Linked DNA regions of Mus musculus: region 1 is linked to region 2. Evidence: chromatin contacts called from public promoter capture Hi-C data. All regions are on one chromosome and are shown on one strand. The core of a region is the stretch at or near the end of the contact, and the rest is flanking DNA. Distances in the headings are between cores, read along the strand shown. Region 1 holds the start of Rab29 (RAB29, member RAS oncogene family). Region 2 has its middle 26 kb from the start of Fam72a.

Region 1 (5,891 bases), core at 2,746-5,245, 310 kb after region 2:
GCAATGATCGATGGGAATAAATATAAATACTTATAAGGCTGTTTGACAGGTACAACGTATCTATCCATTTAGCAAAAGCAACAATAGTAGTTTTCCCACTAGGTCTTAGGTCTCCCCAGCCACAGGCTTCTGACAAGGTTTACAATAAGAGATGTGAATGCTCTGTTGAGATGCCGGCCTTAAATACAATTATAAAATACTTTGGGGGTAGACAGGTGGAGAGATGACTCAACATTTCAAGAATGTTTGTTGCCCTTCCAGAGGACCAGGGTTCAATTCCCAGCACCTCACAACATGAAGGCTCATAACCATCTGTAACTACATTGGTTATGGTAACTATTAGGGGATCCAATGCCTTCTTCTGACTTCCATGGAGACCAGCACACATGTGGTACACAGACATACATGCAGGCAACACACTCATACACATAAAGTAAAAGTAACAATAGAAGTGACTGGTTGTCCCCAGAATAGTCACACCTTTTCTGCACCACTGGACACATCTTGCTTGGAGTTGAGTGTAGCACACATACAGGGTTTACCATCCATGACACCCCTTCCCCAGCAGCCTGTGTAGCCCCTGATGGCAGAGATGAAGCTTCCAGTTCAGTTCTCTACAGACTGCAATCAAAGCATGTGGTACTATGAAAAATAGGGTCCTACCTTCTAGATCTGCTAACCAACCAACAACAAGAGCAATTCCTTGTGTTGGTTTAGATCCTCAGAGGCGACACTGAGAAACATTTTTAAGAATAAGGATGTACATCCCACAGTCACATCTCTGACTCATAATTGTTTCTATCTGGAAGAATTATACAGATGGAAATAGAAAGGAAGAGAAAAAGAAGGTCCAGCGACAGGCCCAAAGTGAGATCCAGCTCAAGGAGAGGTCCCAAGGCCTGACGCTATTACTGAGGTTATGGAGTGCTCAAAAAGAGGGATCTATCATGACTGCCCTCCAAGAGACCCAGCAAGCAGCTGAAAGAGTCAGATGCAGATATTTGCACCCAACCAATAGGCAGAAGCAGCTGACCCCTGTTGTTGAATTAAAGAAGGCTGAAAGAAGCTGAGAAGAAGGGCAACCCTGTAGGAGGACCAGCAGTCTCAATTAATCTGGACCCCTGAGATCTCTCAAACACTGGGACACCAAACAGACAGCATACACCAGCTGATATGGGGCCCCCAACACACATACAGTAGAGGACTTCCCAGTCTGTGTACATTCAGAGATGATGCACCTAACCCTCAAGAGACTGGAAGCCCAAGGGAGTTTAGAGGTCAGGTGGGGTAAGGGTTGGGGGCATCCACATGGAGACGGGGTGGGGTGGGGAAGAGGTGTGGGATGTGAAGCAGTCAGTGGAGGGGAGATGGGGGTGGGGCTGGGAATGGAATATGGAGTGTAAAAAATAAATTTAAAATAAAATAAAAAAGAATAAGGATGTGGTGACTAACTTTTTAAAAGGAGTGATTGAGGTGAATGGATGTATATAAAAAGAATTAATAGCCGGGCGTGGTGGCACACGTCTTTAATCCCAGCACTCGGGAGGCAGAGGCAGGCAGATTTCTGAGTTCGAGGCCAGCCTGGTCTACAGAGTGAGTTCTAGGACAGCCAGGGCTATACAGAGAAACCCTGTCTCGAAAACAACAACAACAACAACAACAAAGAATTAATAATGCTCCAAATATGAATTCTACATGAAAGATGAGGCTAACGGCTGCCACCCTTAATGATGGAAGAGATGAGGAAGGAGTTTTTGCAGTGATGTGTAAAAGGAAGGCTGCGGTGGATCTGCACAAGTGGAGGTTCCTTTCTCAATACTGAACATAATTATTTGGAAATAAAGAACAAATAAAGTGGGCTGGAGAGATGGCTCAGCAGTTAAAAGCACTGATTGCTCTTCCAGAGGTCCTGAGTTCAATCCCCAGCAACCACATGCTGGCTCACAACCATCTGTAATTGGGTTCGATGCTCTCTTCTGGTGTGTCTGAAGACAGCAACCATAAAATAAATCTTTAAAAAAATATAAAGCTGGGCGTGGTGGTGCATGCCTTTAATCCCAGCACTCAGGAGGCAGAGGCAAGCGGATTTCTGAGTTCGAGGCCAGCCTGGTCTACAAAGTGAGTTCCAGGACAGCCAGAGCTACACAGAGAAACCCTGTCTCGAAAAACAAACAAACAAACAAAAACAAAAACAAAAAACAAAAAATATATATATAAAGAACAAATAAAGTGAAAACAGATATACTTGAAGCCATGACTTAAAGACTATAGAATAATTAACCCAGAGACCAATCCTTAGGAAATGTTTAAAGGGATAGGATAGGGAGATCCCAGAAAAGAAAATTTAAAAAGTGATCACCAGAAGAAACAGCAGCACAGAAGCACAAGGCAATAAATGCCAAAGAGTGTTGAACAATGGCAAAGCAGTAACAACTAACGCAATCCTTAAAGGTGAGTGGAGGAGAGAGGACTGGCAAACGTGGTGATTAGAACAAAGAACATCGAGGGGGGGGAGTTATATGGAAATGTTGTAATGGAAGGTATTACTTTGTTTACTAACTTTAAATTTCCAGTTTTTAAGAGAGAGGAAGGGAGAGAGTAGTGGAAGAAACCAGCCCCAAATGTGTACGAGCTTGCGCACATGAGCACACACACAAAGCTGCATACTGTGTGCATGCATTCCAGTGGAGGGAGTAGAAGCAGAAACAGAAGCAAATGGATCTGGAGCTCAAAGCCAGCCTGGGCTACATAGACTCTGTCGAAAGGAAAAAAGAAAGAAGAGAAGGAGAAGGAGGAGGGAGAGGAGGAGGAGGAGGGCTGGAGATGTAGCTCCGATGGTAGAGGACTTGCCTAGCATGCCTGGATTTACTCTCCAAAACTACAAAACTGGATGTTGTTACAATTGAACCACAAGTTCTATGGTCTACTGTCAGAAGTTGACACCAACTTAGGCTACAGAAAATCCTCTCTCAAACAAAAAACAAACAAACAAACAAACAAACAACAACAAAACAGCCAAAAGGGGAAAAAAGTGAAGCTTATTCTACTAGCCACAATTTCTAGCTAAAGGACAGGCAGGACAGAAAAATTACAGGTAGGAAAAGTAAAAATATTTGCCAATCATTTTATGAGTATTCAGAATTAATAGCAGCAACAAAAGGAAATGTCCTGGTGCTCAAACGCTATGCGTGGCTGGTGTAAGAAATGTGGAAGTGTCAATGAGGAACTATCTCTTGTTTATTCTGCATTGTTATTGCTATAGCTAGTTATTAAGTGTTGTAACTTTTGACATAGATTTTTTTTAAAAGGTTGATCTTTTGGGTCAAATGTCCCCAAATGTGCCTGTTATTGGTCATATGGAAAATTTGACCTTGTCTTTACAAGGCTCGAGATTTGACTCTGTAGTTAAGACAACAGGAAATGGACTTCACTTGGAACTTGGACATTTATCTTTGTGTTATAAAACCTTTAAAATATGGCTAATAAGAAAGGCCGTCTAGAAATCTTTAAAATGTGATTTTAAGAAAACATCTGGGGGAAAGATTTAGACAGGAGAGATCATGGTCTACGTAGTTCAGGGTGACCCAAAGTTGCTTCCAATCTCTTGTCTTGCTCTGGGGAGAGGAAGTGGTGGGGTTAGGGGTCCTTGAACACACTTGTTGCAGAAGACGATGGATGAACTAGGGTTTTATGATCCTCCTATTTCCATCTCCCCAAGGCCTGGATTGCAAACCTGTGCTTCGACGCCAAACTTTAGAATTGTTTTTAAATAGATTTCTAAATTCTTTAAAGTTTGAAAACCTTAAAACTTTTATGTAAATTTGCTCAAGATAGCTAGGAAACTACATTTCCCAAGAGTGTACGTGGCAAGTCGCCACACTGGTCTGGTCGCTTTACCAAGAGGCACACTGGGAAATGTAGTTCTCCGAGCAGTGGGGCTCACAACGTTTTTGACGGAAGACTGGGAAGTGCGCCGCCAGTGGCAGGACGGGGACCGGACAAGGACTCTGCACAACCTCAATTTTGTGTGTGCGGTCCGAGAAAGGGTCTAAGTCATCTGTACTTCTCTAAGCAAGGTGCTGGCCACGGTTCAATGCTGGCGAGCGACTCGGAGGTCCCTGAAAGGAAGGTGCCAATCGCGGAGGGTCGAGCTGGTACCCGCCCCACCCAGGCTGCGGCCGCGCGGGGAGGAAGCGCGCACAGGCCGAGTGCAAAAGTTTCCTTTTCTGCTTTCCAGTCAGAGAAGCTTCAACCAACCGAGGGTGGAGATGCCTGACTTCAATTGGAAGAGAACCCGGGAGCCAAAGGGGTTGAAATAAGCGACTTCCCGGAAAAACAAACTATCAAAAAACCTCTCCCCACCACTAGCCATGGGCAGCCGAGATCACCTGTTTAAAGTGCTGGTGGTGGGGGACGCCGCCGTTGGCAAGACGTCTCTGGTCCAGCGCTACTCCCAGGACAGCTTCAGCAAGCACTACAAGTCCACCGTGGGAGGTGAGCGGTCACGGGTGACTAGGAGCAGGGGTCGAGGCTCGCAGCCGGTAGCCTCTGGGTACCGAGGTTGCCTCTAAGGGGTCCCCAGCCTACCTACAAAGATAGGGCCAAAGTATACAGGTGAGAGATGGTGAAGGGGTCTGAGCCGGGGACTATTCACCGCAGAGAGCAGAGCCCTCCCGCAGCCATGCGCTGCCCAGAGCAACTTCTCCAGTCAGCAAAGTCAGCTGAGTCCCGGTTCAAGTGCAGGCTGGGGCAGTTACCCTGCTTCCTACCAGCATCCGACGGGTGTTGAGGAAAGAACCCCGTTACCTTAGGAGGAAAGCCCAGGAGCTAAGCAGTCAGAGGTGTGGGGAAGACTGGAGGACAGATTCCGGTCAGGTCTGATGAGCCCTATGGTGTCATTAGTGAACTGAGTGGGAAATGTGAGGAATTCACGAAAGAATGTGAAATACCCTCGAGTGGCCTGTCGTCTTCTCTTGCACTGGGGAAGGCAGGGAGGAAGAGAGAAAGAAGCACTAAAAGTAAATTCATTTCTTTCCCAGTGTGGCCTTTGGACTCTGCTGAACTGTCCACCTGTCGGTCTGTCTACCCCAAACACACAGACACAGACACAGATACACACAGACACACACACACCTCCACCACCACCACAAGGAGAAGGTAGTTAACAAGGTTACAGTAATGTGAAAGAATAAAATTACATTTGTTTTTTTTATTTTGTTTTGTTTGAGACAGGGTTTCTCTGTATAGCCCTGGCTGTCCTGGAACTCACTCTGTAGACCAGGCTGGCCTTGAACTCAGAAATCTGCCTGCCTCTGCCTCCCAAGTGCTGGGATTAAAGGCATGCGCCACCACGCCCAGCACATAAAATTACATTTGTACCAACACAGATTTACATGTGAAAGTTTTTTTATTAACTCTTTTCTTTGAAATGAAAACTTTATAGAATATTTCAAAAACTGTTTCCTGACTACTTTGCCCACCACTCCTAAATACAAGTCCTTATTTCATGGATTTTGGGTTAAAAATGTCCTGTGAATTAATTTTTACCAGTGGACTGTTTTCCGACAGTATGAACATACTGATTCTGGCAAGTTTTGTTTGTTTTTCCCAATGTTTATTATAAATTCTCCCTCGTTTTCACTTCTGTCACAGATGTAGAAGAAAGAATATGTTTCTGAACTGAAATTATTCTGTGTTTCTCCTTAACAAGTAGCTTTTCCAGCATAGTGTGGTTGTCTCTACCTTTAATTCTAGCATTCAAGAGGTTGAGGCAGGAGGATCTCAAGTTGGAGCTAGGCTCTACTATCCGACTTTGGGAGGTTCCCCTGGAATAGCTGTTCAGTCCAACCTCATGGAGTTTCAGCATCTGCAGACCCGTGGGGGATTCAGCA
Region 2 (5,650 bases), core at 2,770-5,269:
GACTACTCTTCCGAAGGTCCTGAGTTCAAATCCCAGCAACCACATGGTGGCTCACAACCATCTGTAATAAGATCTAACACCCCTTTCTGGTGTGTCTGAGGACAGTTACAGTGTACTTATTCATAATAAATAAATAAATAAATAAATAAATAAATAAATAAATAAATAAATAAACAAACAAATCTTTTTTAAAAAAGTATGTGCCACCATGAAGCTCAAAAACTTTTGTACTATAAAATTTTGATAGATGTGATCAAATTGCCCCTTCTACAGCAAAGTAAACTCCACCACCTTTATGTAAAAATCCCAACAGAGGGTTCACTTACTTTTAACATTGTCAATCAGTGGTGGCTTACACCTTTAATCCCAGCACTAGGGAAACAGAGTAATTTCCAAGTAAGTTCCAGGACACCCAGGGCTACACAGAGAAACCTTGCTTCAAAAAACCAAGAGAAGAAGGAGGAGGAGAAAGAGAAAGGGGAGGAAAAAGAGGAAGAGGAAGGAAGAAAGAAAGAAATTTATTGTCAGTCTACTAAGTACCCTCTTGTGATTTTTTTATTTGCAGTTATCATATTTTTATATTTTAAAATCCCATTTATGTTTCCTTTCTAAAATAGCTTCCGTAAATGGACTGTTCAGAAGTGAAAGTAGTCTACCTGCCAGTTACATGAGGATATGAGGATCCCTTTAGTCTCGGGGCCACCTGGAGAAATGTGTGCCAACACAAGCTGCTGGAGAGATCCATGGTGTGGTGTACTCTGAATTCCTTGAGGTTATCCCTCAGTCCTACACCAGGGAGTGAGTCATCAGGAGAAGAGCATTATTTTATTTTGCACAGTCAGTAAGGGAGGGTCCCCAGGGAGCAAAAGCTGAAAATGAGATATTTCCATGGACACATCACTGGATGCCATCATTGTTTTGGAGAATCCAAGATACAACAACAATGACAAAAAAAGGGGGGGGGCTTGGATAAAACTTCCCCCGCCCCATATCAGAAACACTCAGCAAAACCTTTCAGAGATGAGAGAAGCAGAAATCTAATTTTACAAAATGTCTGCATAATTTTTAAGTGATGGTTTTGTGCCGTGATGCTCACTACGGTTTTTCTGAGAAAGATAAAAATAGTGACATCACAGTGGATTGGTCAGCTCTCATCCCAGTCTAAAGGACCATTGGGAAGCCATCAGCCTGGTTCTCTGGGCTGCTACCTCAAAGGGGAGTGGCTCTAAAGAGCAACTCTGCAGAGCCAATAGTAAGGAAGGAGAATTGCTGAGAAGGAGCAGCTCTGCCTGACACCCGCTGCTTCTCCTCCAGAAAGGAAACACTGTGGACTAGGGAAGCCAGATCCTAATTTAGGGGCACAATCTTCAGTTTGAAATTTAAACCAGGATGGTTAGGATGCCCTACCCAACACCTTAAGTCTAGCACACTTGCGTGTGTGCTTAGGTGAATAGTTCTCCCAACCGTAAGATGGGCAGAACCGTGGATTTTCCAGGTACCTTTTACAGATGAGTATTTTATGGAGGCCCGAGTCTGATCAGAGTCAAGAGGCTTCCCTAGCCTGCTCCTCACCTTGGTGTTGTCCAGGACTCGTTCCAGCAGTAAGATCAGCCATCTTAGTCCACTCTTTGGTGCCAGTAGGGTCCTTGCTGTTTTGCAGACAGCTGTTTCCCTGTTTTGTGTGGTGTGCATAGAACTTAAACCATCTCCTCTTCCTCTCAAGAGGATCTTAGATTCATGATGTCACTATTAATCACCTTCCAAAGGTTCCATTGCCAATTACGATCACACTGGCAGTCAGAGGTCCAACATATGGCATCACAATTCAGTCCACAGCAATACATATACATTTGTCGTTGCCATTACTCATTCTACCATGAAGCAAACTCCAGGGGAACAGAGACTTAATCTGCTTTGTGGGCTGTAATATTTCCACCACTAGAGCAGAGGGATGGCCCTGTAGATAAAAGAGTAACACCAAGGATCATCCAATTCTGTAGGGCAGCGGTTAAAGCAAAAGGTGCTGAAGGCCATACACTTTGAATGTGGCAAAACAGAACACCCCTAAGAAGGAACCCAGTGATGGGATCAATTAAAGGGAGACAGTGCTACAGGGTTGGAGTTACTGAGTACACATGATTATGCTAACATGTTTTTTAAGACTACATTTATACATAAATAGGGTTACAGATAGTGATGGATTAAGGCAGATTTTTTTTTCTTTTACTTGAAAACTTTGAAGACTTTTTTTAAAAGTCTTTTTAAATTTTATTTTATGTGTATGGTATTTTGCCTGTATGTCTGTGAACCATTTGCATGCCTAGTACCCTTGGGACTCAGAAGAAAATCCCCTGGAACTGGATTTACAGATGGTTGTGAGCCAGCATGTGGATGCTAGATAATGAACCCAAGTCCTGTGGATAAGCACCCTTAACTGCTGAGCCATCTCTCCAGTCCAACTTTGAAATCTTTTAATAGTTCACAAGTGTGGTATAGAAATTCACATGAATTTAAAGGAACAATGTTGTACTGTGTTGGTTTTTCTTCTAATATTCTAGTTTCTGAAAATGTTTTTTTTTTGTATATTCCAAAATGTACAACTTGAACACAAATTTTATTAGAAAAGTTATACTTAACATAATCATCAACTATTTTCAAGAACAATATTAAACCCAATAATGTGTAACAAGAAACTAATGACTTTGCTATAATCAAATGTTCAACTATCTACAGTGTCTTTTTACAAAGGGGATATCCATGGTTTACAGGCACATTGTATTGAAAAGAAAACTGCAAGAGCAATTTTATACAATTACCATTCTCGAGAAACTGAATCATTACAATAGTAATTACAAGTTGAAAATGGTTTTTACTATAACATCGTTGATCCTCCGATCTGAGACCTTTGGCAATGGTGGGGACTGGGATCCCATTGTGCAATGGTTGCACAGGCTGCACTGCAGGGATGCTCTAGTGACTCTGTCTTGTTCTCCTTGTAGTCGAAGGGAGGGATATTCCCTCCTACTCAGACCCTTCCCAGCACAACACCACTATTAACTTCTGTTCTCAGAGACTTCCCAATGTTGTGTAATAAGCAAAGTTGTTCATTGAAAATATCTGGTGTGGGAATAGAAGGCAGTGGAGACATTTGTCGTTGTATCAAAAGCAAAACATGACACAGCTAAGCTTTGAGATAAAATGTCATCTTACCAGGAAAACAAAATGACACGAATTCCATGTTCACTATGGACTGACATTTTTATAGCCTTCGTTAGATTATCCTGACTTAATTTTTGTAGGTATAGAAAAGAAACTGAGGGACCATAGCAAGTAAGAGAGAGAAGCCAGGCCTATGATCTATCTTTATAAGAAAACGTACATTCTATAAATTTCACCCATTTCAAATGTAGAACTCAATGATTCTTAGCATACTTAGAGAATTTTACAACCCCTAACATAGTCAAATTTCAGGATCTTTCCATCCTGTCAAGAAAGTAGGTCTTCATTAGAAGCTCTGCCACAGTTACCACCTCCCCATGCCCTGGACAACCACTAATCTCTTTCTGTCTCTAGATTTGCCTCTTCTGAACTTTTCTTCCAGTGGCACCATGCATTTTGTAGTCTCCTGCGACAACCTCCTTTGACTTAGCATTCTGTTGTTTCTCTTTATTGTCTGCAGTCTCCTAAAAATCAGTCCTTCCTCCAGCTCCGCTTGCCCAGAGCCCCTTTCCTGCTGAGCCAGCTTCATCCTGTGACCTGAGCAAAGCTGGGGAGGGGCCACTCAGAGCCTGGGACCATTGCTTTCTCCTGGAAGGACAAGGCTCTGCAGATGGCAGACAGTGAATGACATCAGGCTCTGCAGTGACTGGAGCTCGTGGCACCAGCTCTTCATTGTTCTATTTTTATTCTCGTGTTAAGATTTTTCAGAGGGAAGGCTTTACTCAAAAACTGCTTCTCTCTCTAGCTGCTCCTACAACCCCAGGCTGGACTCTGCTGCCACCTGCTGTCCTTTAGCCAGACACTGAACAGGAATAGAGAAGGCTTTGTTCCCGGTGATACAGTTACGTATTGAGTTCTATTCTTGTGCGTGCGTGCGTGCGTGCGTGCGTGCGTGCGTGCGTCTGTCTGTCTGTCTGTCTGTCTGCCTGCCTGCCTGCCTCTGTCTGTCTGTGTGTCTCTCTATATATACATAACATATATATGTATACATATGCCTCTGTTTCTCTATATATACATATATATATTTATATATACATATATAATATATGTCTGTGTGTAAGTCTGTCTCTCCCTGTGTCTGTGTTTATCTCTGTGTGTCTGTGTATGTGTCTGTGTGTAGGTCTGTCTGTCTCTATTTGTCTCTTTCTGTCTCTGTCTGTGTGTCTGTCTCTGTGTGTGTCTCTGTATGTGTTTGTGTGTAGGTCTGTCTCTGTCTCTCTCTGTATCTCTGTCTGTCTCTCTGTGTGTCTGTCTCTCTGTATGTCTGTGTATGTGTTTGTGTGTAGGTCTGTCTCTCTTTGTCTCTCTCTGTGTCTCTGTCTCTCTCACACACACACACAAAGTTTCAATACATGTATATAGTGATATCTTTCTATGAAAAATTAGTTGTGGTGGTTTGAATAGCTATGGCCCCATAGACTCATGTGTTTGAGTGCTTGACCTGTCTTTGGGTTTCCATTTCTGTGAAGACACCATGACCATGGCAACTCTTATAAAGGACAACATTTAATTGGTACTGACTTATGGGTTCTGATATTCAGTCCATAATCGTCATAGCAGGAAGCACAGCAGCATCCAGGCAGACATGATGCTGGAGTAACTGAGAGTTCTATATCTTCATCCATAGGAAGCCAGGAGCAGACTGTCTTCTAAGCAGCTAGGATGAGAATCTCAAAACCCACCCCAACAAGGACGCTCTTACTCCAGCAAAGCAATATCTCCAAATAGTGCCACTCCCTGGGTCAAACATATTCAAACCACTACAAGCCATTAGAAAATGTGGCCTTGGAGGAATTGTGTCACTGTGGAGGCAGGCTTTGAAGTCTCCTATGCTCAAGCTGTACCCAGCATGGTACAGTCTCCTTCTGCTGCCTGTGGATTCTAAGGGGTCTCATAGATGTGGAAGGTGGTAGTGTAGCAGTAGATCTACCTAATCTAGGCGCACAGAATGTATTCATATTAATTGAGTCGTGTTTTCATTGCCAGGGCATATTAGGGATGGAGAGAATTACTGCAACAATTACTACAAGATATAGCACTCTCAGCTGCTCCAGCACCAAGTCGGCCTGCACACTGACATGTTTCCCTCCGCATCTCTCCTCTGAGTCATGGAGATTCCTTTCTCCTCCCCCCTGCATCCTAGCCTGTGCAACTCTAAGGGTCCCGCCCCTCTCCCTTTACTCAGCCATTGGCCACTGGCATCTTTATTGATAGATCAAAAACCAACTGGGCACAAGGGCCTTTGGTGTTTGGATATGCAGATTCCCAATTGAATCAAAGCATTAGAACCAATCTCCAACATACTACAACATGCTTTTGAAAGTTGGGGGACAACTTGTGAGAGTTAGTTCTCTCTCCATCATGTGGGTTTTGGGGCTCAAACTCAGGTAATCTGCCTTGGTAGCAGCCACTTTTATCCACTGAGATATTT

The links. Promoter capture Hi-C pulls out the DNA fragments that hold promoters and counts their contacts.
Region 1: a contact with region 2 is called in a promoter capture Hi-C map of hippocampal neurons, with 2.0 times the contacts expected there. The contact joins the promoter of Rab29 here to the enhancer-like site in region 2. A contact is called at or near these places in 2 of 39 promoter capture datasets (hippocampal neurons and stem cell-derived epiblast-like cells) and 2 of 115 datasets of contacts at active chromatin or transcription factors (bone marrow-derived macrophages and embryonic stem cells).

The regions. Positions count from the first base shown.
Region 1 is chr1:131,863,282-131,869,172 of GRCm38.p6, forward strand. It overlaps Rab29 (RAB29, member RAS oncogene family), which reads left to right and starts at 3,996. Exons shown (of 6, transcript NM_144875.2): 1 at 3,996-4,129; 2 at 4,238-4,494. The coding sequence starts at 4,371.
Region 2 is chr1:131,551,327-131,556,976 of GRCm38.p6, forward strand. No RefSeq gene overlaps it. Among named protein-coding and RNA genes, the nearest start is that of Fam72a, 26 kb to the left of the region's middle. Within about 2 kb of position 4,020, at least 66 of the 459 cell types and tissues checked have an H3K27ac peak or open chromatin away from gene starts, as enhancers often do. A contact at or near this core is called in bone marrow-derived macrophages and hippocampal neurons, where this site is marked.